Linked DNA regions of Mus musculus: region 2 is linked to region 1. The links are chromatin contacts, called in public Hi-C maps. All regions are on one chromosome and are shown on one strand. The core of a region is the stretch at or near the end of the contact, and the rest is flanking DNA. Distances in the headings are between cores, read along the strand shown.

Region 1 (6,033 bases), core at 3,034-5,533:
GGGTGAATCCCATCTCCTCTTCAGGGCCACAGGAACCTTTGTAGTTATTCAGGATCAACGATCTGCACCTCAGACTTCCATTTTGTTGTTGAATTAAAAATCACCCAAAGGGAAGAAAGTTGGATCCTGATAATTTTCTACAACAAATTTAAAAGGCCCAGAAGTCAAGCAACAGTTCTTTGAATGTATCTTTTCTCGGATGTTTCTGCATATCCCAAGTCTTGTTCTACTCCACTGGACATGGACAAGACCTAAGACCGTCTAGAAATACAAGCTTTCTAATGGAGACACACAGGGACCTCACTCTAGTTCTTCCAGGAGCCAGCCTGCACAGAACACTCCAGAGTAAAACACTCTCCCACCATCTCCTCACGTCCACCATACATGTGGGGATGGACTTTGTGGGAGGAAGCTCAAGCTCTAGGCTATGAGTCCAAGAACCGAGGAGTAGCCATACCCCTTGTCACCATGATAGGGCCAATGGGCAGTTTATCTCCCCTCCTCCTCAGTGTCAGAATCACCACTTCCTTTTAAAGTTCTCCATCAAGATGTTGGCTCCGCAGCTGCATTGGTTCTCATGATCAACCGCTGGAGGGCTCCCTGGAATGACCTGGCTGCCATTGTACCTTAAACCTTATTCTTTTGTCCTGCTTATTCTTTGCTTGGTCACCTTCATTGTGCTGTACTTTTTAAATGGCCATTAGTTCATGTCGGTCCTCCACTCCCCACTACCCTCAGTGTCTTTCCCAGCCAGAACTGGAAATAAAACTCCCCTAGATAGTGCTGCCGGAAGCGGGGGGATAGGAAACAGGGACACTGCCTATGTCAAAGAAAGAGGGTCAGGCCTGTCTCTCCCATCCACAACGTGCCCACCCTAAGTGAAGCCAACGACCCTTTTGTCCTTTGGGTAAGACAAATGGCCGTCTCCTCGAAGCCACGTCTTGTCAGGTGGGCTGCGAAGTCAATACCTTCACCTTGGTATGGGAACTTTGTGATTTATCAGTCCGTCTCCCCTCTTGGGTTCACGCAGTCCCAACATACACAGCCAATCGGGCACATGGAGCAGACCTGGTCACAGCCAGCTGGAAAGCAACCAAAGCCTCTGTGGTGACAGACAAATGTGTCTTCTTAGCAACAGCCCAAAAGCACTTGACTTGTACTAATAACAAAAAGGCCACGCTGGTCACCGTGGGTCTAAAGACGAAGCACCCTGTCACCAGCCTGGTTGGGAAATTAGCAAATAATGTTCTTTTCCTTGATAAATGGGTGACAGCCCCGTCTCACCAATCATTTTTAACATTTTGATGCATGCCTATGATCCCACTGGAGGGGCAGAAAAGTTTACTGGCCCTCAATTTTCACATGATGAATGGAACTCTCTAAATGTGCGATTTCTGTATGAGGTATAGTTCATTTTAAGCAATTCTGGTAAATGGGTGTCACTGATTAGGACAAATTGTCTACTTGTGCTGTGCCTCATTCTCCTGCCCTCCTTTGAGACAGGAAAGAGGAGACCGCAGGGATAGGGAGCCTTCACACAACCCTCTTTAAAGGCTATGTTCTCCAGCCATACCCCCAGCACCCTCTTGGCACACAGCAGCTTCGCCAGGGAGAGCCAGGTGCCACCCAAGGGAGGACACCAGGTGAATGCTACCTCCTTGCCTGAGGCTCATAGGGACCCAGCCACAGCCTTCAGTCCCCACTCCCAGGGGAAGGGGCTGAGGCCCGGAAGCTTTACCACCTAGTCCTTGTGAAAAACAACACAAAATTACCACCCTCCGCTATCCATGCTTACACATGTGGCAAAAAGCAAGAGTGCGGTGAGGCTGGGAGGAAGGTGGTGCTATTTGAGTCATGGAATAGCTGGATAAAGTTTCAAATTTGAGAGCCTAAAGATGGCCTGAGCTGACAGTGGAGCCCCATGCTAACCTTTAAGACCAGTAATTTGACATAAGGGTCAATGTATCCAGGGGCATCCATTACCAGGAGATGGCTGGGTGTGATGAGGATACAGACATTCTGAAACACCCAACAGGGACCACCATCATGGGTGACAGGTATGGCCACAGGCACACCCACTGGAGACAGGAAAGGGAAGTCGGGTGTCTGGTTGACTTTGGCAGGGGAGGTGGAATCTCTCATGACTCTGGGTCAAAAGCCCCACATTCTTGCAGCCAGTAGGATAGGATGTGTTCCTGGATTGTGCACAGCAGTGGCTTGGAGTGTAGGGCTGAAATAATTGGGTGGTTTGTGTTTAACATTCGGTTTAGCAGAATGCAAACGGCACGGATCGTGGGCGGCAATTTAGAATCATTTGTTCTGCGGATACAAATGATTGGTTGGGAGGACCACAGGCCAGGGAGAGAGGAAACTGGAGCTGTCCGGCTGTGGTGAAGGGTGTTTGAAATCCATAGTGTGGACAGAACCATGTCTAAATATTCACAAGCAACCTTTCCACGTGCCAGAAACACAAGGGTTTTCCCAGGTAAGGAGAAATGACATGGAAGGTGGAAGCCAGCCAGGAGACTCAACAAGAGTGAAACTGTCTCCTGACAGGTGCAGGATGGAGCTGGCACCCCTCAACGTGAAGCCAGGGTGGAGCTGGCACCCCTCAATATGAAGCCAGTTTTAAAACACAGTACAACCTCTTTCTAAAAAGACAAACCTAAACACTATCAGAGAGAACAGAAACTGCTTGCAATTACTGACTGAGGGATGGTCTCCCAAGCCTGACATCAAATGCACACATGTCTGTATGAAAAGATCCCCATCCAATGAACGCATCACAGACCTGGGGCCCTTCCAGATATCCACCGTGTGTCCACTTTAGATGGGCCTATGCTGCCTGCCAGCATCTTGTTGAGTGACTGGGCTCAGTCTGTTACTGGCGACATGTTGACTCCCGGTAATTTGTGATAATTTCTTTAATTGAGCAAAAAAGAATTCTCTAAAATGAGGGTGGGTCAATCAAACTTCAGGGCAGGAGGTCAGCCAAAAAAGCCCCCAAATGCCATTCCTGGTGTCTCGTGAACTAGGCTTAAACCCAGGCCACAGCAGCAGCCTCTGCTCCTTTGCTAATCAGGAAACATTTTGCCAAATGTCCATTGTAAGCCCCCCTCCCTCTCCCCCTCTCTCCATCCTTCCCTCCCCCCACCCAATACACTTCATACTTGAGAACAGGCCTGCAAAAGGCGTTTTCATGAGAACATAATCTCAATTAGAAGCTTACAAATTCCAACCCAACTTAATCAGGTAATGCCATAACGTTTCTATTCTAATTAAAAAATAATTTCTTTTATTACTCTTAACAATGCAATGTGTTTGTAGCAGTAAAAATATGAGAGCAAAAGCTGCTCGATTTTGCCTATATGGTAAGTTCCTCAGGTAGGCAACTGCGGGACTGTTTAATTATTATTAAACAAGTCAATGGTATGCTATTAGACAAATATTAAAACAAGCATTGCACTTGGTTATTAATTTGAACTATTCACTTTTAAATGCAGCAAATATCTCATTAATTTAATTTTAGGTGCCCACCAGTTTATATTGCATTTTACAGTCTAAAGGCAATTTACTATTAACTGGCAATTACATACACAGTGACTGTTAATTCTGCTTCTAAGTGCTAGCCGCTTGGAAATTGTTCTCTCTCTCTAATTTCTGACCTTCTTACAGCAGGGGTGAGGCTCGCTGGGAATACAGAGAACTCCTATGGAAGAGCTGGACATGTCATTTGTGGCTCATTCTTTTAATTCACCGTGCTAATCAACTGAACCGCCACAGTCTCCCAAGGTAATTGTGACTTGAGAGGGACTATGAACGGCAGCCAAGGGGCTAGATGGATGGGGCCTGGCCAGCCTTCCCCTTCCAGGGGCAGAGGCTGAGCACGACCACTCTGGGTTGACTAATAGGGTCTGGTTTTGAAAAATCTGGTGTTTCTCAGGTCACTGTAAACAGCTCATTTAGACCTCTGCCAAGTCCCTCCCAGCCTTTGGCAGGCTAGTGGCAGCCCCTCCTCCAAGCCCAGGTTCATTATCCAGTGGCCCTGCAGCCCCACAGCTGGCTTCATGCCGGGAAGGTTAAATGTGAAGGTGTCCCAGCAGCCTCCGGGGCCTGGGCACACTGATGGGAAACAGACGCCCAGGGGATGGCGCCCATGTTGTGACATCCAGAAGGACTGGCTCAGTTTTCATTGGGGAGAGGGAGTCCCTGTGATTACCTCATTGTCCCCATCAATTTCAGGGCAATGCAAATCAGACAGAAGCTTCCAGGCCAGACAGGTTATGACCCCACCTTTCCTCAGCTCCCTGAGAGTATAAAGCCCTGTATCCCTTACACACATGTGAAATGTATATTCCTGGTAATGATCACACACACACACACACACACACACACACACACACACACATACACACACACATATGCTAGTTAGCTAGCTAGCTAGTTAGTTTGGAAGGGCTGAGCTTGTACAGCCTTGAAACAAATGCTCACACATGAGGAAACAGGAAATCTCCAATCCCAGGGCAGGAGGACCTGAGTCTTGGACCTAAGAAGTCTAGTCAGGTTGAAAGTAGATGCAACCACGCAGGATGGACACTAAGCCTCCAGAAAGGCTTGTCGTGAGGTTATAACAAGCTCAGGAGACACTGCTGTCCTTTGGGAGGCAATGGACATTCTGGTCAAGGAGGGCATTCCACCGAGCCAGAGAGCAAGGAGCTTCAGAGAGCACCCTTCCCTACCCACCTGTCCTGGAGAGCTGATAATAGGGACAGCTACCAAATGGGCCCTATGGGTCCTGCCAGCCAATGACAAGCAACTCCTCCTACCCTCCACACCTGCATTTGTTCACAAGTGTTCAAACCAGGACCTATCTGTAGCACTGGGGACAGACACGGGCAAAGGAAGAAAATCAGGACCTGAATCTCTGTGCCTTAAAACTGCTTGTAAAAGTTTTGTTGTTTTTTTTTTTTAAAGAGAGAGGGGGCATGAGGGGGCACTTCTAAAAATCAGTCATCTTCAACATTCAAACCAAAACCCCAAGAATACAAAGACTCAGGGAAGAACTTGCCTAGAGCAGCCCCTAAGGAAACCAGCAGACCCTCCTAACAATCTCACTAGAGAACAAGGAGGACAGGCTGGTGAGAAGCAGGCCAGGCTTGCCAACTGTGGACACAGGCTCACTTGGGTGCCACCAGCCAAGCCAGGCCACATGAGCAGCATAGGGACTCACTCCACACCCAACCCTGCCATGTGTCCCTCAGCTCGCTGTCAGTACAAGAACAAGTGCACAAGATCTCCACATTCAAGGAGCTCAAACCATGAACAGACCCCACGGACCTCAGCGGAAGTCCAAGCTGTCGCTAACTTTCCACTGCTGATACTACTTACCAAGTGCCCTCTGTATGTCAGACACGTTGAGTTGCCCTTGATCCTTGCCAAAACCCCATGAAAAAGTGAGGAGAGAAAACTGAACTCAGAGGAGTTCAAGTCAACATGGGCCAACAGCCAGTACCCTGAGGCATTGGGTCATCTAGTTAAATAGTCTAAGTTTTTGCATAGGGCCTGTTGCCTCAATAGCCTGAAGTTTCTGGCCAGAGACTTAGTACAAAGACTATCCAGTGTGAAGCCCATTCGGTAATAATACAGTGCAGAACTGCACATGCTCAGTGAACAATGCACTGAAGGTAAGGAAACACTAGTGAGGATGGTGGAAGACCATCTCCCCAGAGGAAATCAGAAATAAGGAGAGGTATAATAGTTTGGGGGGCCACCTGCACACGGCTTTTAAAAGATGTCCCATTTCTCTCTTTTTGTTTTAACATATTCTCAAAATCTAGAGGAACTTTTCCTTCAACCTCTAGACTTTCCCAGAGGCCAAGACTATCCCGATTCCCCCAAAGCAGCACGGCACATCAACCTTCTGCTATGCCCACAGCCCTGGATCCCTTCAGTTCTAGGATCCTGGTGCCCCACATTGACCAGGTCGGGTGCTGGGTTATCAAGAGCTAGATGCCCTAGAACAGTGGTTCTCAA
Region 2 (6,091 bases), core at 359-2,858, 220 kb after region 1:
TTACTGCTGTGAACAGACACCATGACCAAGTCAATTCTTTTTTTTTTTAAAGATTTATTTATTTATTTATTATATGTAAGTACACTGTAGCTGTCTTCAGACACACCAGAAGAGGGCATCAGATCTCATTAAGGATGGTTGTGAGCCACCATGTGGTTGCTAGGATTTGAACTCAGGACCTTTGGAAGAGCGGTCAGTGCTCTTAACCGCCGAGCCATCTCTCCAGCCCCGACCAAGTCAATTCTTATAAAGGACAACATTTAATTGGGGCTGGCTTACAGGTTCAGAGGTTCAGTCCATTATCACCAAGGTGGGAGCATAGCAGCATCCAGGCAGATGTGGGGCTGGAGGAGCTGAGAGTTCCACCACTTGTTCCAAAGGCAGCCAGGAGGAGACTGGCTTCCAGGGAGCTAGGATGAGGGCCTTAAAGCACACACCCACAGTGACACACCTACTCCAATAGGGCCACACCTTCTAATAGTGCCACTCCCTGGGCTGAGCATATACAACCCATCGCACCTTGCAAACCTGTAATACAATACTATAATCAGGATGTTAATGTCCGCGTGTGACCCTGATGTCTTTCTGAGGTTTCTATGGCTTTATTGGTATTGGCGTATGTTTATTTTCTTACAGTCCTAAGTTTGGGGTTCTGCCCCCCCCCCCCCCAGCCAAGAAGCAGAACAATTTGTCCTGTTGCATTTGGAGCACTGTGATCCACATTTTTAGTAGGGGTGTTTCTCAAGATGTGTGTGACACAGCTTCCAGGGCTTTTGTAATCATAGGAGCAGGGCTGCCAATAGGATACAGGAGTGGCCACCGCAAGCAACTCTCCTGTGTTCTTTAAAATGGCTCAGTGAGCAGAGGTAAAAGGACATATTTAATTCCCAATCGATCGAAAATATTTCAATCTGTAATCTGTTACTGTTACTCAGGCTGGCCTGGAACTCACTGTAGAGCCCAGGCTGGACTCAAACTTAAGGAACTTCCTGCCTTAGCATGGGAAAGAGTGTGGAGAAGATACCACTGGCGAGTCACTGCCCGTACAGGGAAGCTTCTAGTAAGAGGGTCATGGAGGCTGGGCCTGGGTGGGAAGGTGCAGGAACTCTAAAAAGGAGCCTAACGGTTCTTAGAGGCAATGGGGCGAGCCATTTAGGTCTTGTGTCAAGGCTGCAACGGCTAACAGGTGTCACAGAGTTGTACTGAAGGTTGATTATGGGGTTCTGAGGGCACCTCTAGAAGAGTTCGAGTTTCCTCCAGGACTGAGGTACAAGGACTATCAGGGTTGTGCTCAGACACTATTGTTTTTTTAGTCTTAAGACTTCCTAGTTCATCTTTATGCAGCTTCATGTGAGATTTCAGCTTGCCAATGTTCTATTCTGACTTCACTCTAATTTACAATACACACATACTTACATCCCTTCCTATTACAGGTTTCTGAGCTCCAGAGCTACAACAGCCAGGGGCCAAGGCATCTAGCTAGTTAGCACACCAATACAAAGCAAGGAGGCTCCGCTAGCCCAACCCAGAGCCTCCCAGTTCTCCCAGTCCGAGGGCGTGACCTTCAGTGCCGGAGGGCGTGGCATAGTGTGTCAGGGGTGGGCCCCCGATCTCAGCGGGCGTGGCTTCCCCGTGCGCAGCCTCCTCGCGTGTCCGTCCGGCCCTATCGAGCCTCCGGCGCTCGACTGCTGGTGTCTGGCGGAGACAGCATGGCGGCGGGGGCGGCCGAGGCAGGCGAGGCAGCCGTGGCAGTGGTGGAAGTCGGCTCTGCCCAGCAGTTTGAAGAGCTACTGCGCCTCAAAACCAAGTACGCGGGGGCGGCGAGAGGGCCCGGGGACCAGAGGGCGGCGGGCCGGGGGGTCACGGGACTTGGGGGCGGCTTCCCAACGCGGCACGTCCGGAGCTGAGCTCGTGGTCCAACGGCGGCCCTACTTGGGCCGCGGCGGTAGCCCCTCCTAGGGAAGCGGCCCGCGGCGGCCCGCGTGCACAATGGACCTGCCCTCCGGAGACCCGCATGTGGCGCCTCCTGAAGGAAGCCTTGGCTGGCGACCAGCCTGCAGGCCCAGCTAGGGTCCCGGGCTTTCCTGAACCACCAGCCGGCTAAGGGAGGGTCTGCGGCGGCCGGGTGCGCGCGCCTCGCCTTTGGCCAAGCCTTCCTGAGGCCAGCCCTGGGGATGCGTGGGAAACCAGGACCTCGGCGCTCTAGGATGCTGCCCTGCCTTGATCTGCATGCAGAGTGGTGAGGGAGGGGTTTCAGGGCCCACTGCCGGGGATCCCCAACCTCTCCTTAGCCCCTTATGTGCTTGTAATCCTGGGGCAAGTTTCCTAACCTCCCCTTCGGCTTCCTCCCGGGTGAATGGACCGGTTCTGTTAAAGCTCTGTTTTGTGGTTGGCGTACCGGAAGCTCTCTCCACTAATGTGGGGGCCTTGGTATCCTCACTGAGCAGAGTGGGCAGGTGGCAGATTGACTGGCTGACATCTGCTACTCCATACAGTATGGAGGAGAATTACAATAGCTCATTCAGAGGCTGGCAGTGTAGCTAGTGCTTAATACACAAGAAACCCTGAGTTCAACTTCTAGCACCGAAAACAACAACTCATCTTCATCAACAACAAAACCAGTCCTTTCCAACCCTTTCGCATTTCAGGTTTACTTGATTTTAAATTTTTTTCCCCCCAAAGAAAAGAAAAAGGGAGAATGAGAGTAACATTAAGTAGAAGCTGACTTCTGATGGATCCAGCCAGGTCGTTTACCAGGCGTTTCGGAGGACGTCAGAGATGGCCTCCTGAAGTGATGAGGGCTTGTGTGGACATGTCCTGAAAAGCTTGAACTTAAATCGTCTGAGAAGATTCTTTTATGTGTGTGTGTTTCACATGCTTAGTTTGTCTTTATGTTTCATGTGTTAAACAGGCCTTAGTGGGTAAAAGTTAGCATGCCATTTATTCTGCAAGTTCAAGGTCAGTTTGATCTTCATAGTGAGTTTCAGGCTAGCCAGAGGTATATAAGGAGACCCTATTGTAAAAAATCAGGAAACAAACATTTCTTTCCTCTCAAGGGGGGTGGGGGGCAAGACAAGAACAGCAACAAACCGCAAACCCATCTGCATGTATTCTTGTCACTGGTGTCTGCCTGAGATGACTCGGGAGACAGTGTTCCCGTCTGCAGTGACTGTTCAGAATGGGTCATGGGAAATGCTGTGTGACACCTGGGGAGTGACACCTGGGGAAGGATAGGAAGCCATCAAGAATACTAAATACGGGCTGGCGAGATGGCTCAGTGGGTAAGAGCACCCGACTGCTCTTCCAAAGGTCCGAAGTTCAAATCCCAGCAACCACATGGTGGCTCACAACCACCCATAATGAGACCTGATGCCCTCTTCTGGAGTGTCTGAAGACAGCTACAGTGTACAGTGTATTTATAATAAATAAATAAATCTTTAAAAAAAAAAAAAGAATACTAAATAGCACTTGTGGGTGCAGCCATTTCCATGTCAAGGCTTTTCAGGGTTGGTGTGGGTTGAAGTCTACTTTTTTGTTTTATTATTATTTTTTCATCATTTTATGTGTATTGCTGTATCGCCTGCAAGCAGCTGTCCACCACAAGCATGCAGTGCCCTCAGAGGCTAGAAGAGGGCGTTGGCTCCCCTGGGATTGCAGTTACAGATTGTTGTGGCCCCTGTGTAGGTGCTAGGAATGGAACTCCCTAGTCTTCTGTAAGAGCACTTAGTGTGCTCTTAATCATTGAGCCATCTGTCCAGCCCCAAAATTTTCTTTTTATATTAAAATTCTAACGTATTTACGTACTTGTAACTTTTTCTATATATATTTTTATATATGAAAGTTCTTATGTCTATGTAAGTTTTATGTTTATGTAAGTTACTGAAATCTCAGTTTCTGTCTATATAGTGGGGGTGGGAAATGGGTACCAGAGTTTGTGCCCATTCATAAACCACTTTATTCATAAACACACACATACACCCACACACACACACACACACACACACACACACACAGAGTCTAGAGTATGGTAGCGCTTAGCATTGGTAGTATAATTTGCAAGTGAATAACTGGAGTATGGAGCACTACAGTAGAACAGCAAATGATTATTGGCTCTAATGGTTCCATTGATGGAGAAATGAGACTCATTATGTCTGCTAAAATATTGAGATATTCTGGGGTGTAGTGTAGCTCAGTGGTGGGGTGTGTGTTCAAAGCTCTAGGTTTGAGCACCAGTGCAGGGTGTAAGGGAGCCATGTTAATGAGTATTTCAACTCCATCTTTCTGTAAACGTTGTCCTAGAACAATGCATTGGACATATTGGCCTGTCTGTTATGAGGCAGAGACTGGTTCCATACAGTACACAAGAGGGTGACATCCCTGTTATATGTGCAGTTGGCATTCCATGCTTAAGTGGAAAATAAGAGCTAGGCATGTAAACATAAGAATATCTTGGGCAGTAAATAATCATTCGCATTAAACACATGCAGTGGTGTTATCAAAGCACTTTCTTGTCTGATCTTCTACCAACCCAGGACTCTTTATAGTTGTGGGTGTTCAAAGCATTCAAAGCCATGTTAGTGCCATTGGAGCAAAACTCAGCTCTGTGTGCATACTTTCTTCTTCCTCCTGCCCTTCTTTTTGAAGCCAGGACTCATAATGGAGGCTGGCCTGGAACCCTAGATGTAGCTGAGGAAGCCCTTGAGCTCCTGATCCTCTGCCTGTACTTGTGAGTGCTGTGGTTAGAGGCAGGCATCAGCACACCTCGCTCTCCTCTTTTGTTTTTCACACTTGGGCTCATACTGGGAACAAAGCCTGGTCTCTTGTTTTAATTTAATTATTATTATTATTTTTAACTCTGCTGGAATTAAGCCCAGGGCCTGAGGCATACCAGACTCTGCCATGAGTTATATCTCTATCCACCGACTGTAATTTTTAAAAGCAAGCCAATATTGTCAGCATTTACTTATGCCATTAAAACTTCTTTGCAAGCCAGGCGTGGTGGCGCATGCCTTTAATCCCAGCACTCGGGAGGCAGAGGCAGGCGGATTTCTGAGTTCGAGGCCAGCCTGGTCTACAAAGTGAGTGCCAGGACAGCCAGGGCTACACAGAGAAACCCTGTCTCGAAAAACCAAAAAAAAAAAAACCAAAAAACTTCTTTGCAAATTTCTAAGGTACTTTAAATATTTAGAATTACTTTTAATATTTTAAAAGTACTTTGTTTTGGTTGTTTGAAAGCTGTTGTGACATGAGTTGTTTTGGGATTTTTTTGGGTGTTTTCTGTAGTATTAGGAAGATACCCATCTTCCTAAATCTTTGTATTTTAATTCTTAGAGTAAATACCTGTGGGTGTGGACGTCGTGGGAGGTCTTGTTTCTAATCTCTACCGCAGGGTAAGAAGGCGCTTCTTCCACTTCCTTTTAGAAATCCTGACTTTTGAAAAGAGTACCCGCCTCGTGTGCAGCAGCAGAGCCTAGTGGGTTTACTTGTCTTGGAAGCAGGCTCTTGAACTCCTGGAGCCCCTCAGACCGCTCATCTGTCAGCGGGGCTTGCCTTGTTCTTGGATATGTATACATTGCAGTTTCTGTCCTCCCTTCCTTCCTTAGGCTCCTTTGCTCCTGCAGTGAATAGTAGTGATTTTCACCTTGGCAGGAGCTATAGTCACCAAAAGACCTTTTGCTGTTTGAGTCATGAATGCAGTGATGCCAGTTTCAGTCTTTGGAATCTTAATTTTTCAAGCAGTTTATTACAGGCCATTCTGTTCAATTTCTGTCACGTTCTCTAAACAACTGTATTAAGTTGTATTTGTTCATAGGCTGTCATGCTCACGGAGTACAGGTGTGTGGGTTTGTTCAGTGATTCAATGCTAGACATGTTCTCAAGCTAAAAACACCTTTTTAAAAATTGAGTATCTTGATTTAATCATGTCAGAATGAAAACTGTACTGCATGAGGGCAGCCAAGTCTTCCCTCTTGTGCTGCTGCTAGCTACCCTCAACACTATAAACTGTCTTGGCTATCATGGTATTCCCCCTTTCCCTATGAGATTCCTTTAATCTAGCAACTTTGGCTTGGCTTGTTTTCCAGACCTGACT

The links. A called contact is a pair of places that touch in the nucleus more often than the background predicts.
Region 2: a contact with region 1 is called in a Hi-C map of liver, with 2.6 times the contacts expected there. The contact joins the promoter of Glrx3 here to the enhancer-like site in region 1. A contact is called at or near these places in 1 of 39 promoter capture datasets (the 3T3-L1 cell line) and 7 of 484 Hi-C or Micro-C datasets (the AML12 cell line, the AtT-20 cell line, the HL-1 cell line and 4 more).

What each region holds. Positions count from the first base shown.
Region 1 is chr7:137,217,823-137,223,855 of GRCm38.p6, forward strand. The region is part of intron 10 of Ebf3 (early B cell factor 3); the gene reads right to left. Among named protein-coding and RNA genes, the nearest start is that of Gm10578, 14 kb to the right of the region's middle. Within about 2 kb of position 4,284, at least 35 of the 459 cell types and tissues checked have an H3K27ac peak or open chromatin away from gene starts, as enhancers often do. A contact at or near this core is called in the AtT-20 cell line, the N1E-115 cell line, liver and 1 more, where this site is marked.
Region 2 is chr7:137,435,965-137,442,055 of GRCm38.p6, forward strand. Glrx3 (glutaredoxin 3) reads left to right here and starts at 1,609. Exons shown (of 11, transcript NM_023140.5): 1 at 1,609-1,807. The coding sequence starts at 1,710.